Linked DNA regions of Mus musculus: region 1 is linked to region 2. The links are chromatin contacts, called in public Micro-C maps. All regions are on one chromosome and are shown on one strand. The core of a region is the stretch at or near the end of the contact, and the rest is flanking DNA. Distances in the headings are between cores, read along the strand shown.

Region 1 (6,256 bases), core at 2,448-4,947, 95 kb after region 2:
TTCCTTGACTGGTCTGTTTCCCCAGCTTTATCCCATGGTATTCTGGTTATAAAAAAAGATCATGCTGTTTCCAAAGGACTTTTACCTTTTAGCCTTTGCACTAATACACATACGCGGTGCAGCTAATCTAACTCTATCTTGGCTTGCTCACTTTTCACTGGTTACTTTGACATTTTAAGATTTTTTTTTTTTTTTTAAACAGACATCAGATGTGAAACAATGAACATCAGGGTGGAATTTCTTTGTCTGCGTTTTGATTGAGGCTTAATTTCTCTCCTTTCAGAAACATGAGGCTGTTAGAAGGGTGGGTCTCTGTGGGTGATTCAGATCAAAACCCTTTTGGTCTGGGAAGCCTGAGCACCAAGATATTTTCACGCTGGGATTACTTGTCCAGATGGCCCGAGCACAATTTTCTTGGCATGCTTGTAAGAACACAGGAATTTTCAGGGGGAAACCAGAGAGCGTAGTAGGGAGGAGAATGGGTGGGGGAGGCCAAGCTGGGGCTGAGAAGTCAGAAGTTGTGCATGTCAACAAGTGTCATTGGCCAGGAGCTAGGGTCAGTCCACTGCATTTGGAGGTAGGTTTCTCCAGCATCTCCTCTGCAGAGTGGGAGCTACCCGTCTATTCAAACAGAGGAGGGACCAAGGAACCAGAGGTAGTGACCGGAGCGTAAATGCAGCCCACCAGCGAGCAAGTGCTGCTAACCAGCGGTCATGTCGTGAAATCCGTAACCTGTTGGTGGTTTTTAAGACTGGGTGTTGACCTGAGAAAGAGTCAGGAAGGGGGAGTCAGACGGCCATGTGTCTGCTGACCCTATGGAAGCAAAATCCCAGGTTTCTACAACTGCCCTGGAAGTCACATGCTGAGGAACTGTGGTACGTGTGGGAGCTGCAGTCCTTAAGTTCTTGCCGCCGCCAGGGTCCTTAGGAGAGGAACCAAGCCTGGTTTGAGACCCAACTCCAGACTGGCATCTTGATTTCAACCCAGAGAGGCATCTGTAGATTCATGATGCCACATCGGTGTCCACTCATGATGCATTATGGAATATGTACGGCAGTGTGTAGACTAGAGAATACACTGGACATAATACACTGACCGTGTCTGCGTTGAAGGCTGAAGGGGCAATGCGGAGTGGCATGAAAGCGAGTGAGCGCTTCCTAATGAGCTCTGTCACTTCCCAGCTGGAGGATGTTAAGTAGGTCCCCAAGCGTCCTTCATTGGTGCTTGCTCTCATGTATAAAGTGGGATGGCAACAAATAGATGAACAGACTTCGATGAGGAGTAAATGAGCTGCACCCACTGGTGTCTAACCACAGTGTACAGCAACTGAGTTATTGTTGGCTATGACTTAGATGACACCTGGTGTGTGATGTGCCCTGGGCAAGGGGTTTTAGCATACTACGCTTCATAGAACCTCTGTGCCAGGAGAAGCATTGCACCCGTTTGACAGATCAGGAAACAGATTCAGAGGGATTCATTAACTCTCTTAAGAATTCTGGAGCTCTTTTGCCTTATCCCTATTTCCAAAATGCTTAATCTCTTAAATATTATTAGTTCCCTATTCGAGATGAAAAGGTGACGGGCCTAGTTCCTGCCTTGAGCATACAGACAGTAGGAGACTGGGATTCAAAGACTCTAGATCTTTGAAGCTGTCCAAATGATCTCTTGTCTTCCAGCCCTGGTCTCTCTTCCATGGGCTCTCCAGTTTTCCTAGCATGTTTGGGGACTTCTTGGTCACCCTCAGACTTGCTGATCCCACAAAGCAGTGCCACATCCGGCTTGCTCCATTCTCCCAAACGCTGTGCTCGTGTCCAACTGTGGTATGCCCCCTGCGAGCCCTCAGGAACATTTGTTACTGGAGATCCTGCCTTTTACAGACTCAACCAGAAGGGCATGTGCTGAGGTCCAGAGAGCAGAGGACGGGGTATTGCCACTCTACTCTAGGGAGCCTCAGAGTCAGCGGAGGACACCCCAAGACCAAGTTTTCAGCACAAAGGAGATTTATTTGCCCTGGAGGGACAGAGGGCAGGGGATAAGAGAGCAAGACAGGAGACAGAGAAGAAGGGAGAAGGGGTAGGAGGACAAGGGAGACGGTGGAGGGATATTTGTCCCTGGGGACAAAGGACTGCCTCTGGATAGAGAGGAGACAGAGGTGGCTCATAGGAAATCGGCAGTTATTTATAAAGGAAACCTCTATGGTAGGATGAGATGTTTAATTTTAATTGGGCATGTTAATTAAAGTGGTCCAAAGGGGACTTTCGATTGCTGGACTTCAATACTTTAATAGCTGGACCTTGGTAGTCAAGCCCAGGAAGAGGAAGTGGCCAAATAAGGGAATAGACCTTGGGGGCTAGCTTTAGGGATGTAACTTAATGTTTTTTTTTTTGTTTTTTTTTTTAGCAAAGCAGGGGGAATGGGGGAGAAAGGTAAGAACTGCCAGGGCCAAGTTTGCCTTGGTCAGGCTGGCTAGAGTGCCTTCATCTACAGTGCAGTTCTCATGGGTGAAAGAGCATCCTGCCCCAAATACCCACAGCACTTAGAAGTTCTGTGCTTTGCGGCAGGCTGCACAATATCTCTTGCAGCTAACTCTATGTTCTCAGTGACAGACAGGAACTTAAACACACATGTCCTTGGAGGAGGGCCAAATACCTGGGCAAAAAAGAATCTTAGATTAAAAAAAAAAAAAAAAGTAAGGTCTTTATTTTTCTTCTCCTCCCCAGTGGTTATGGCTTCTCTGCATCCCCACCCCCAAACTTTTAACTGTTTTCATTCTGTATTCACTGGAAGAACCTAGAAAATGTCAAGAAATCAAAACGAAAAGACTCATAGCTTTATCACTCAATATAAAAGCTGCTTAGTTTTAGTATACAGTCTCCCCCCCCCCCCCCCCCCCCCCCGTTTAGAGACTAGGTCACGTGTATCCCATGCTACTCTCAAAACAGCTGAGGATGACCTTGAACTGATCTCCTGCCTCTACGCCCTGACCCCTGTGTCTATAGGTGTGTCTCACTACATCTGGCTTATGCAGTGTTGCTGCTGGCTTCCTGCATGCTGGGCGAGCACTCTACAAACGGAGCCACATCCTTAGTCTGGCAGTCTTATATTTTTATATATATATAAAAATGAAATCACAAGGTACATAGAATGGAAGTGTTTGTAAGTTAAGACTAATTCCCGAACATTTATCTATTTATCTACCAAACACCACTGGTTTCCATCTAACTGGCCAGTGTATAGAGGAGGAAACCATCTCATAGTGTCATTAGGTTGGACCACAGGTTGCTGTCCCCAACTGTGGCTCAGCCACTGCTCTGTTGTGGAGCTTTGGAGCCTTCCCCTCTGCCTCCTCCTTCCCTCCCTGTTTCCTTCATCCCTTCTTTTTCTTAATTTCTTTATCTCTCCTCTCTTTTCCCCACTCCCTCTCTCTTCCTCTCCTTTGCTATCAGAAATACCTCTACCCTGAACATCTCTGTGACTTGGCCTTGGCAGGCATCCCTAATGACGTCTCTAAGATGACTCTGGCTCTCCATGCTCTGGAAACCACCTACTTTGACTGAGGTCACATGGCCAGCAGCAAGCCCGCAAACACTGCAAGTGGAAAAACTGCAAGTGTTTGCCTCTCCTAATTACACAAGAGCTTCCAGGTTGTAAGAGGCGAGAGGCCAGCCAGTTCTCACTGGACATGTGGTTTCCACGCTGTCTCAGCCTGCCGGGGCAAGCCGGCCTTTGGCAGGGAGGGAGTAAGGTTAAAACCTCTTCTGCCAGAGGCTTCCCACAATTCCTACCTTCTTTTTGGTACACAGAGAAGATTCTGGGCATCCACGGAAGGCTAAAGTAGCACAAGGGAAAATTCAAAGAGAAAACGTTAGCTTGACGCCAAGCCATCGTTCCTGTATATGTCAAAGCCTTACGTAAACTGCTGGAGGAGACAAAAGACAAGATCTTTTCCTTTCTTTTCGTTCTAAGCTCTAGAAATTCAGGAACAACCTGGGTCTAATTTTGCAACCTCTGTGAGGGTTTGGGTATGGCAACCTTGTGATCTTGCTTCTGGAATGATCTCAGAATCTATATCAAGGTTCCTTGACCTGAAGGGCAAAGATGGCACCAGCCCAACTCGGGGTACATCTGAGGACCCATTGAGGGTAAAACTGGAATGAAGGCACTAAGGATGACGCTGGAAATACCAGGTGCTCCTCCTTTTACTTATGACAGCTGTTGAACTGTCTCAAGCTCAAAGTCTGAACCTGAAGTTTTCCCCAGGTGAGCCAAGGACAGAGGAACAAGATGTGTTTTTGCCAAACAAGAAAACCAGCTTATAAATGTGGGAGGCAACTTCTCGTGTCTGGCTCTCAGGACAGGAGGGGCTAAGATGCAGGAAGAAGCCACCCAGCCCCAAAGCATTTAAAATCATGTGGGTCCCCACCCTTGCCCCCGGGCATAAAACCTAAGAAGGAGTCCAAGGGCAGGGGAGAATGTTTTGTTCAGACTATAAAACTAAGCCAAAAGTGCAGGTTGGAAAGGAATTACACTGCTTCAATACTGTGCAAAAGAATAGACGATAAATCTACTTAGAAATGATGGGAGCGGTCATGTGGTGGTTCCAAAAAGCCCCGCTCCAAGTGCTGAGGAAGAATAATGGGATCCCTGGCCCCAGTGTATCTCTCTTGTTAAATGTGCTTCCTGTGGCTTACTGTTAAAATTAATGAGCATTCCCTGAGAGGCTGGGGAAAGGTGACCTGCATGTTGGCGGAGTAAGGGAACCTCCCTTGGGTCAAAAGGCTTCTGTAGACATGTGGGTCACTGGGCACCATTCAGGACTATGGTAAGTTGTGTGGCTGGTGCTGAATCTACAGGAGCGCTGACTTCCTCCTTCCTAGGCAGCATATTGGGTAGATCCAGGCTGGCCTATTCATCAGTTCATTGAGCACCTAGTATAAGCCAGGCACTGTCTTAGGCAGGACCACAGTGAACTCATAAAATTCTCACCGTTTATGTTCTAGTTAAAAAACAAAAACCAAAAAACAATAACAATGTCCGTTCACCTGTAGAGTGACAAGACTGGCTCAGGCATAGGATGTGGTTCAGGGCACTGGGCTAAACATTCCAAAAGTGCGAGAGCAAAGCATCTCAGTTAGGGCTCCTATGACTGTGATAAAACACCATTACCAAAAGCAATGTGGGGAGAACAGGGTTCCTTTCAGCTTAGAGCTTGTAGTCTATCGTTCAGGGTTGACAGGGCAGGAACTCAAGGTAGGAACAGTAGCTTCCTAGGATGGCACTCCCTCATCATGGACTGGGCCTACCTATATATGCAGACCAGACTGGTCTCAGTCTCAGAGCTCCACCTTCCTCAGCCTCTCAAGTGCTGGGATTGAAGGTGTGCACCGCGATGCCCAGCTCACTTTGTTTTGTTGGACATGGTTTCTCACTGGCCTGGAACTTGCCAAGGAGGCTAGGCTAGTGAAGCAGCCAGAGTCAAGGACCCATGGGCTTCCTCTGCCCCAGTTGAAATTGCAAGAACGTCATCACCTTGTCTGGCTTTTTCACCTGGGTTTGGGGATCCCAGGTGAAATTTGGGTCCTAGTGTTCTCTAAGCAATCACTTTACCATGGAGCCACCTCTCCAGCCTAGGAAGGAAGTCAGCACTCCTGAGGACTCAGGACCAGCCACGCACCTTACACTAGTCCAATAGTCTCCTATCGTTACCTTTCGGCCCTCCTCCCTTCCCTCCTCCCTTTCTTCATCCCCCTTCTCTCTGCCTCTCTGCCTCGCTGTCTCTCTATCTCTGTTTCTGTGTGTGTCTATCTCGTGTGTGTGTATGGAAATATGTGTGGGTCTTTGTCTGTCTGTCTCTCTGTCTGTATCTGTCTGTCTTTGTCTCTGATTATCTCTCTCTGTATGGGAATATGTGTGGGTCTCTGTCTCTTTGCCTCTCTGTCTCTGTCTATGTCTGTCTATCTCTGTCTCTTTCTCTTTTTCTCTCTGTGTATGGGTTTCTGTGTGTCTCTTGGCCTCTCTGTCTATGTCTGTCTCTGACTCTGTCTCTCTCTCTCTGTGTTTATGGGGGTGTGGGTGGGTCTTTGTCTGTCTCTGCCTTTCTGATTCTGTCTTTTTTTGTCTCTGACTTTGTCTCTGTGTGTGGTATGTCTGTCTGTGTGTGTCTTTGTGTGCATGTGTGTGTGTGTGTGTGTGTGTGTGTGTGTGTCTTTATCTGGAGGCCAGAGGTTGACTTAAGTTGTCCTCCTTGATTGCTCTC
Region 2 (6,839 bases), core at 4,141-6,640:
AAGGCTGGGGATGGGAGCGCCAACCAGCATGGGGTTTTGTGGTGGAGCAATTAAAAAGAACCCAGAATTAGTGGTGATAGCTGCACGACTCTGGACATACTAAAAACTCAGACTCTCAACACGTAAAAGATGAATGTGGTGTTCAAACTCTATCTCCGTAAAGCTAATAGTCAAAAAGAAAACAGTTGCCTGCCAGGAGTGGTGGCACACGCCTTTAATTCCAGCACTCAGGAGGCAGAGGCAGGCACAGCTCTGGTCATTTTCAGGACAATCAGGGCTAAATAGTAAAACCCTGTCTCTAAAAAGAAAGGAAGGAAGGGGGTGAGTGGATACAGAAGAGAAAGGAGGGGAGGGAAAGGGGAAGGAGAAAACAAAGGGAGGGAGGGGATAAAATAGTGTCCTACCACTTTGAGACTCAAAATTCCAGACTAAAAATGCTACCTCACTTCAATATAACAATAATAATAATAATAATAACAACAACAACAACAACAACTTCAAACTCTCATGCTAGAAGGTACAGGAGAGTCCAAAGTACCTACATTTATGATGGTGAACCTGTGATAGTTCCGCCACTGTCCCCTTTCTGCTTCTGGAAGGACATACTCACTCCGAGCTCAGCCAATCCTCACCATACAAAACCTAAATGGGAGCTCCTCCTCCCGCCCATGGCCTCTAGATTTTGAAAAGGCTTTTTTCTTTCTTCTTTTGAGTAATTATTTAATAAGGATATGGAAAGCAGGGCTCCCAATTGCCAGCCATTCAAAAATTTAGAACAGGCCAGAAGGCAGGAGGAAATGTCAGTGCATTGGGGAGAAAATAAATTAGTCATATTAAGATTAGGATCAAACCTCTTTCTGTGGTTGGGGCTGGAGGTTTTAGAATACTAGCATGCTGGTTCTCAAACAGTCCCTCCAGAGGAAAGCTCGGGAGGTACAGCTGTTCCTTCTGCAGTAGGGCGTGCACTTACTGAACTTCACTGAAGACCCTCTGAGTGGCCAGTGCTTCCTTCTGCACAGGTACCTAACTGGTCCTTCCCAGTCAAGGGCAAGTTCAGGGACACCCCCCCCCCCAGTACCACGCTGCAGCAGCACCCCAGCCAGCAGAGACCTGTTAGCTGGGAAGCCCCGGAGGATGCTAGCCAACATCAAAGAGATTCTAGTTGCTCCCCTTGTGCAATAAACTCCTTTCACCCAAGACCATTCACACTCCCAGAGTACAAAGTCCCTCTGATATTGGTGGCCTTCTCGCCCTAACCTTTTTGGCAAGTGCCCCTTGGCCTGGCTGTTCATTAATACATGATCAGAACATTAAAAGCATTGTTTCACCCTTTAGGGAGGCTGAAACCAATTTAATAAGATATTGTTCCTAGGTTGGGGAACCACCTTGAGCCTGGCACAGAATTCAAAGACATACACACAGACAGAGACTGGGGAGAGGGTGCAGGGCACACACTCACAAACACCCAAGAATTAAGCATTTCACAAGATGTTTTTGATATTACCACATGGCAAAGGAACAACATAAAAGAAGTTATCTCACCACAGAAATCGCCCTGGTGTTTCTTTCCCCTTAATCGGTTTAACACCAAATGACTCCTCGCTCCATAGCCCTTTACAGGAAGTGGTATCTTTGTGGCAGAAAGACAAATGACTGAGTGATGTCTTGCGCAGCACCGCCTTAGAACTGTCTGCCGGCTTGGCTCCAGCCTACAACTTTTACTTTTCAAATCAGACACAATGACAACTCACTTTAGAGACCATGTTTACTGTGCTGAAAGCCACACTCTAAACACAGGCTTGTCCATAGACGGCGGGCAGCTTACAGTCCAACCTTGTTTACGCTCCAAGTAGGTTTGACAGAAAAACCACATCAATTTGTTTTAAAATAATTTCCATTTGCTGGAAGCTGTTCCTGAAGGGTTCTCGGCCACGCTAATCTGCCCTGATTCCTACCAGCTGTAGGTACCAGGCACTCTGGCCACAGACGGGGTACAGAGGCTGAGTAGGCTGGCCTGAGTCCACAGGGGGTTACAGCAGCCTGGGGACCCACAGAGCCACTGCAATTCTCCTCTGTGGAACACAAGAGCAAAATGAGTCTAAGAAAAAAAAGGAAAAAGAAAGAACGTCCTGGTTCAGGGCCAAAATTATGCCATGGCCACCAGGAGCACAGCTTTCTACAGAATTAGATCTGCCCTGGCTCAGAAACGCCAGCTCCAGAGAGTCCGACAGTGGCCAAGTCTCAAGCCCACGGTTAGGGCATCATGATCGATACTGGATCAAACAGAAGAAAAGAAGAAGAAGATTGAAAGAGGAAGAACCTGTGGCTAACCAGTGAAACATGTTCAGCCTCACCATCCAAAGAAAGGGAGGCTGGGAGGCTGCGAGGCAGCGTCCTGGTGTGCAGCACAGAGAGCGAAAAGCAGTCTCTGAGCTGCTGAGAGTGAGGAAAGCAAGCAGGAGCTTGGAAACTGGTTGGCAGCTGCTTTCTTGGGGGAAGTTGTAGTAAAAGCCTTAAGAATTTTCCTATCAAGAGCAACCTAGACGAGGTAACTCAGTCTAAGAACTAAGAAGTATATAAATAACTATGCACAAAAGGATTAGAGGCTCGTTATCAGGGAAGGATTAATTATAACTTAAACCATACTGTTTTATATAAAGTTTAACCATAGAGGAAATATTCATAATACTGAGTTTTTAAAACATAAGTTGAAATTGTTGGTTACCCAAGTAAGCAGCCCTGAAACCATATACATACAAGTTATAGTATATGGACTAAGCAGGTTGTCTTCATGTATTTAGAAACACACACACAAACTCTTAAAGAAACAGAGGCTATGAATTAGAAAGAGCAAGGGAGAGAACTGTGCACAGAAAGGGTGGGATCGGGGAAAGAAAAGAAGAAAACTATGTGATCGTATTTTTATTTCAAAAAATAATAAAGACCAAAAAAAACCCATAATTTGAGCCAGGTATTGTAAGGGGCTTGGGGTTATAATCCCAACACTTTGGAGGCTGAGGCAGGAGGCTGTGGGATTCAAAGCCATTCAGGATTGCACAACATTATCATATTGTCACCTCAAAACAAACACCTGCAGTTTGAAGCAGGCATTTAATCGCAACACCGATGCAAACTCATACAACAAAATGATGGTATTTATTACTGAATAATAAAGCGAATCACCATTTCTTTTGCACTTTCCCTTTTTTATTCCTAACATTTATTACCATATAAATTAAAAGTAATTAATAACATGTTCACTAGATTAAGGCAGCTTTGCTCAACCAACCAACGTCAGAAAGCACACCTCCCCCCAGCTAGCTCAGGTTATCAGGTACAAAGGCCTCCCTGCAGAAGAATCCCAAGCCCAAGCAAGTCTCCCTAATCATCAAAACCAATGAGCAAGGCTGAGCCGCAGCAGAGCCGTCTTCTCAGCTGTTCTCAACTGCCCAGCGAGGACCCACCCTGAGAAGATCTGCAATGACTCCTCTGCCTTCAGAGGTCCTATGTATTTAAGGATGGAGTAGGGGCTGAAGTGTCATACCCCAGGGCCACACAGAAAGGGGTCAGATTTATAAGTCCTTGAGGCCAGAGTCTGTTGTACTGGCCCTTAGAAATCTGTGTTGCTACTTTGGCTTTGTCCCCTGAGGATACAGTAACCTGCCCTGAATGTTGTATGTACTGGATCCAGTCAAGGAGAGCAATCCTTCCTTCTGCCAAGAGCAAAGAGGAAGAAAAATGACCTTGGCCTATTCATGCTTTCTGTCAGAGGAGGTCTTAGCAGAGTAACCAAGAGCTCAGGCAACCAAAACCAGCTGCCTGGCGAGGGCTCAGCATAAACTGAGCAGAATAACCACAAGGGGAAGGGTGTCTAGACAGCCTTAGTCAAAGTGAAAAGCAACCCTCCCCAAAACAGACTCCACCGGGCAGCTCCGGCAAAGGAGCAGATGAGAGACCATGTCAACAGTTCAGAAATATGCCATGGGTGCCCTGGCCAAACACAACTCAGAGGAAAGCTGTACAGTCTGGCCCACCTGCCAAGGACAGCCATGGGGAAGACTCCAGCAAGGAAGCAGAACCCAGGGACCCCACAGGGAAGACAGGTCCCGGGCAGTGCCTCCAGTGCCTGTCAGTCATCTTCTAAACTCCTGTTGTAAGGTGTTAAAACCTTCCTGTTCTTCTAAATATTCAACATGAGCACTTGGTAGAAGATGAAGGGGGCTGCTAAACAAGTAGGTCAATGGGGAAAGGAACAGATACACAGCCCTGGGAAGCCAGAGCTGTTCTGTCCATTCCTACAGGACTTAGAAAGGTAGAGAGAAAGAAGACCACTGGCCAGGACCAAATGCCTACCATGCAGGAAGCCCTGGGTTCAAGCCCTGCCCTTGAATAGAGTGGGCGCAGCAGCACACACCTGGAAGGCAGCACTTGGGAGGCAGAAGAGGAGAATCTGAAGTTCAAGTTCATTCTTCTCTACTAGCAAACTTGAGGCCAACCTGAGCTATCCAAGCCCTGCCAGAGAGCCTGGAAGAAGGACTGTCAGTCTTTGTACTTCTGTACCTGTGCTGCCTGCACATATTATGTATCTATCAGGCTTGATGCTACCTAGAGTCTGTGGAGGGAAAAAAAGAAGCATTAGAAAGAAAGGCAGTCTCGACTCTAGGGCAGCTTACAGACAAATTGAGGTGCCACATTAACGCCCTGCAAAGCCTATATGAGTACTGTAGGGTCTTCCGGAACGGGAATCCAAGTCAAAGAGAATACAAATGATAGTTTCCGGGGAACAGACATCTAAGAAAGACAGACAGGAGTCTCCAAAACTGAAGAACCTTCTTCCAGACATGCACAGGACAAGCTGGCAAACCAGAAGCTAGAAAAAACACCACATGATAGCACGGGCAGATGGAACCAGCTAGGAATGCACTAGGAAGCTCGAGAGGGAGTGGACAGCCTGCAGCAGGAAGTCTATTCTAATTTGTGACTCTGCAAAGACCCCTTGTGGCTTGAGAAGGGAGGGGAGAAAGCACCGACAAAACCCGGAGTCAACAGCTCTCTACCTCACCTCACGCCTACACAACAAGGAGAAAAGGGACTTTTTAAAGTTCAATGTAAAATGCACCATACAAAATCAGCAACCGGCCTGTCCCTTCATTCTTTCCATCCCTGCATTCCTTTCTCTAAAATGAAGGGTTGGGGGCCATGGGTGACTGCTGCTCGAAGCATTCTCCTAAGACCACATGTATTCCCCAGCACCACCCGGCCCTGGGCATGCCAAGGATTTTGGGCAAGTATAAACTCCATCAGCAGGCTAAACTGTTTATATGTTCTTGAGTTAAAAATACACCGCTCGGGTCAGCGTTAACACCGGGGCCTTATCACCAAGGCTGTTTGTGTGCTGGTTACACAAGGCTGGACTCTGACTTGCCCATCTTCTAGATGAGCCTCAATCTGCACACTGTCTAATGATACATCAGTGAGATTATAATAAAGCCACCAAATATACACGCATTTGAGAAAAACACTTTCCAAACCCAAGGATACTTTACTGTTTATAAATAGTTTACTTTTTTTTGATCCCCAAGCATATAATATTGGCAGTTGCTCCAGAAACCAAAGAAACACGCAACAGGGACACAAACCACAACCTAACAGAAACAATAAACAACAGATGGCAAGGCATATGTGCCTGCTACCACCTCCTCACCAAAGAGGCAAAGCACAGAGCAGTCCAGAAGCATACACTCCAAAATCACACTTTAGACACCACTAATAAAGCACCAACTGTGTGCCAAAACGGGGTAATTCAGGCCACTCGAGAGCAGAAGGGGCCAGTGACTGGCCTCAGGGAACTCAGACCTGAAAATACTACAAGGGCCAGGAACTGTCTTACAGCGTTTTTTTCTATTACGATCATGTGCAAGCAGACTAGACTTCCAACCTCAGCTACGGATAGGCCCTGACCAGTCCTCTACCAACACTGGACTTGATGTATAAAACATCCATGATATATTTCAACAGAATATTTCAAATTAGTTAACACATATATCCTGCTATAAAAACATAAACGGTTACAACTCATGTGGCTTCAACCACGTGTCAGGCATTTGTCCTTAAACGATCTCAATAAGGTGGGAACTTCAGTCATTCTCATTTAAGAAAAAAAAAAAAAAAAGGAGGCAAAGAGAAAATAAACTGTCCAAAGTCACTCAAACAAGGCCACGTTCCAGGGGTGCCACTCTTAATCAGAGATCACAGGCTGTTTTATCTCCCAACCACAGCCTGTGACAAGAAGCTCACAGATGATAGTGAGTTTTTCTCACAGAGTCCGAACCATGGATGCTCTAGGGCCTTTACTGGCAAACAGAAGCTGAACTGACGTAAGGAGCACAAATGTTTAGGGAACTCAAACTCCGAAGTCACACTTGCTGTGGCTAATGATTCTGCCTGTGATATTTCTGAAATGTCAGCGGCCCCCAAAACGAAGAACAGGGGGCCCAGTAAGTAAGTTAGCTGTGGTACTGCATCCAAATATGGACATTCCATTTGAAGAGTCACAATCGCATGGCCAATCACTCTGCTGGTTTAAATGTTAGCTTGTTTGTGTTTTTTTTTTTTTTTAACTCTGACTACACTTTTCCAACTGCACTGTAACTCTATGTATGCGTTTATATTTCTTCTCCATCTAAAAAGAACGCCGTTTCCCAACATACAACTCCCAGACGTAACGTTCACTGATGACTCTACAGAACAAGTGTTCTGAGACATCAGCTCCAAATAGAGGAAGAACTTGGAATTCCCTTCTCCCTCAGAGCTAGAACTTGCCTAGATCTGCTCTGCTC

What was found. A called contact is a pair of places that touch in the nucleus more often than the background predicts.
Region 1: a Micro-C map of muscle stem cells shows a contact between it and region 2, with 2.3 times the contacts expected there. The contact joins two enhancer-like sites. A contact is called at or near these places in 4 of 39 promoter capture datasets (cranial neural crest, embryonic stem cells and liver), 15 of 484 Hi-C or Micro-C datasets (LSK cells, double positive thymocytes, embryonic stem cells and 7 more), 16 of 115 datasets of contacts at active chromatin or transcription factors (CD8 T cells, embryonic hindbrain, embryonic midbrain and 8 more) and 3 of 9 other capture datasets (adipose tissue, embryonic stem cells and liver).

The regions. Positions count from the first base shown.
Region 1 is chr6:94,776,409-94,782,664 of GRCm38.p6, forward strand. No RefSeq gene overlaps it. Among named protein-coding and RNA genes, the nearest start is that of Lrig1, 79 kb to the left of the region's middle. Within about 2 kb of position 3,698, at least 63 of the 459 cell types and tissues checked have an H3K27ac peak or open chromatin away from gene starts, as enhancers often do. A contact at or near this core is called in muscle stem cells, where this site is marked.
Region 2 is chr6:94,680,036-94,686,874 of GRCm38.p6, forward strand. All of the region lies in intron 1 of Lrig1 (leucine-rich repeats and immunoglobulin-like domains 1), which reads right to left. Among named protein-coding and RNA genes, the nearest start is that of Lrig1, 17 kb to the right of the region's middle. Within about 2 kb of position 5,391, at least 30 of the 459 cell types and tissues checked have an H3K27ac peak or open chromatin away from gene starts, as enhancers often do. A contact at or near this core is called in muscle stem cells, where this site is marked.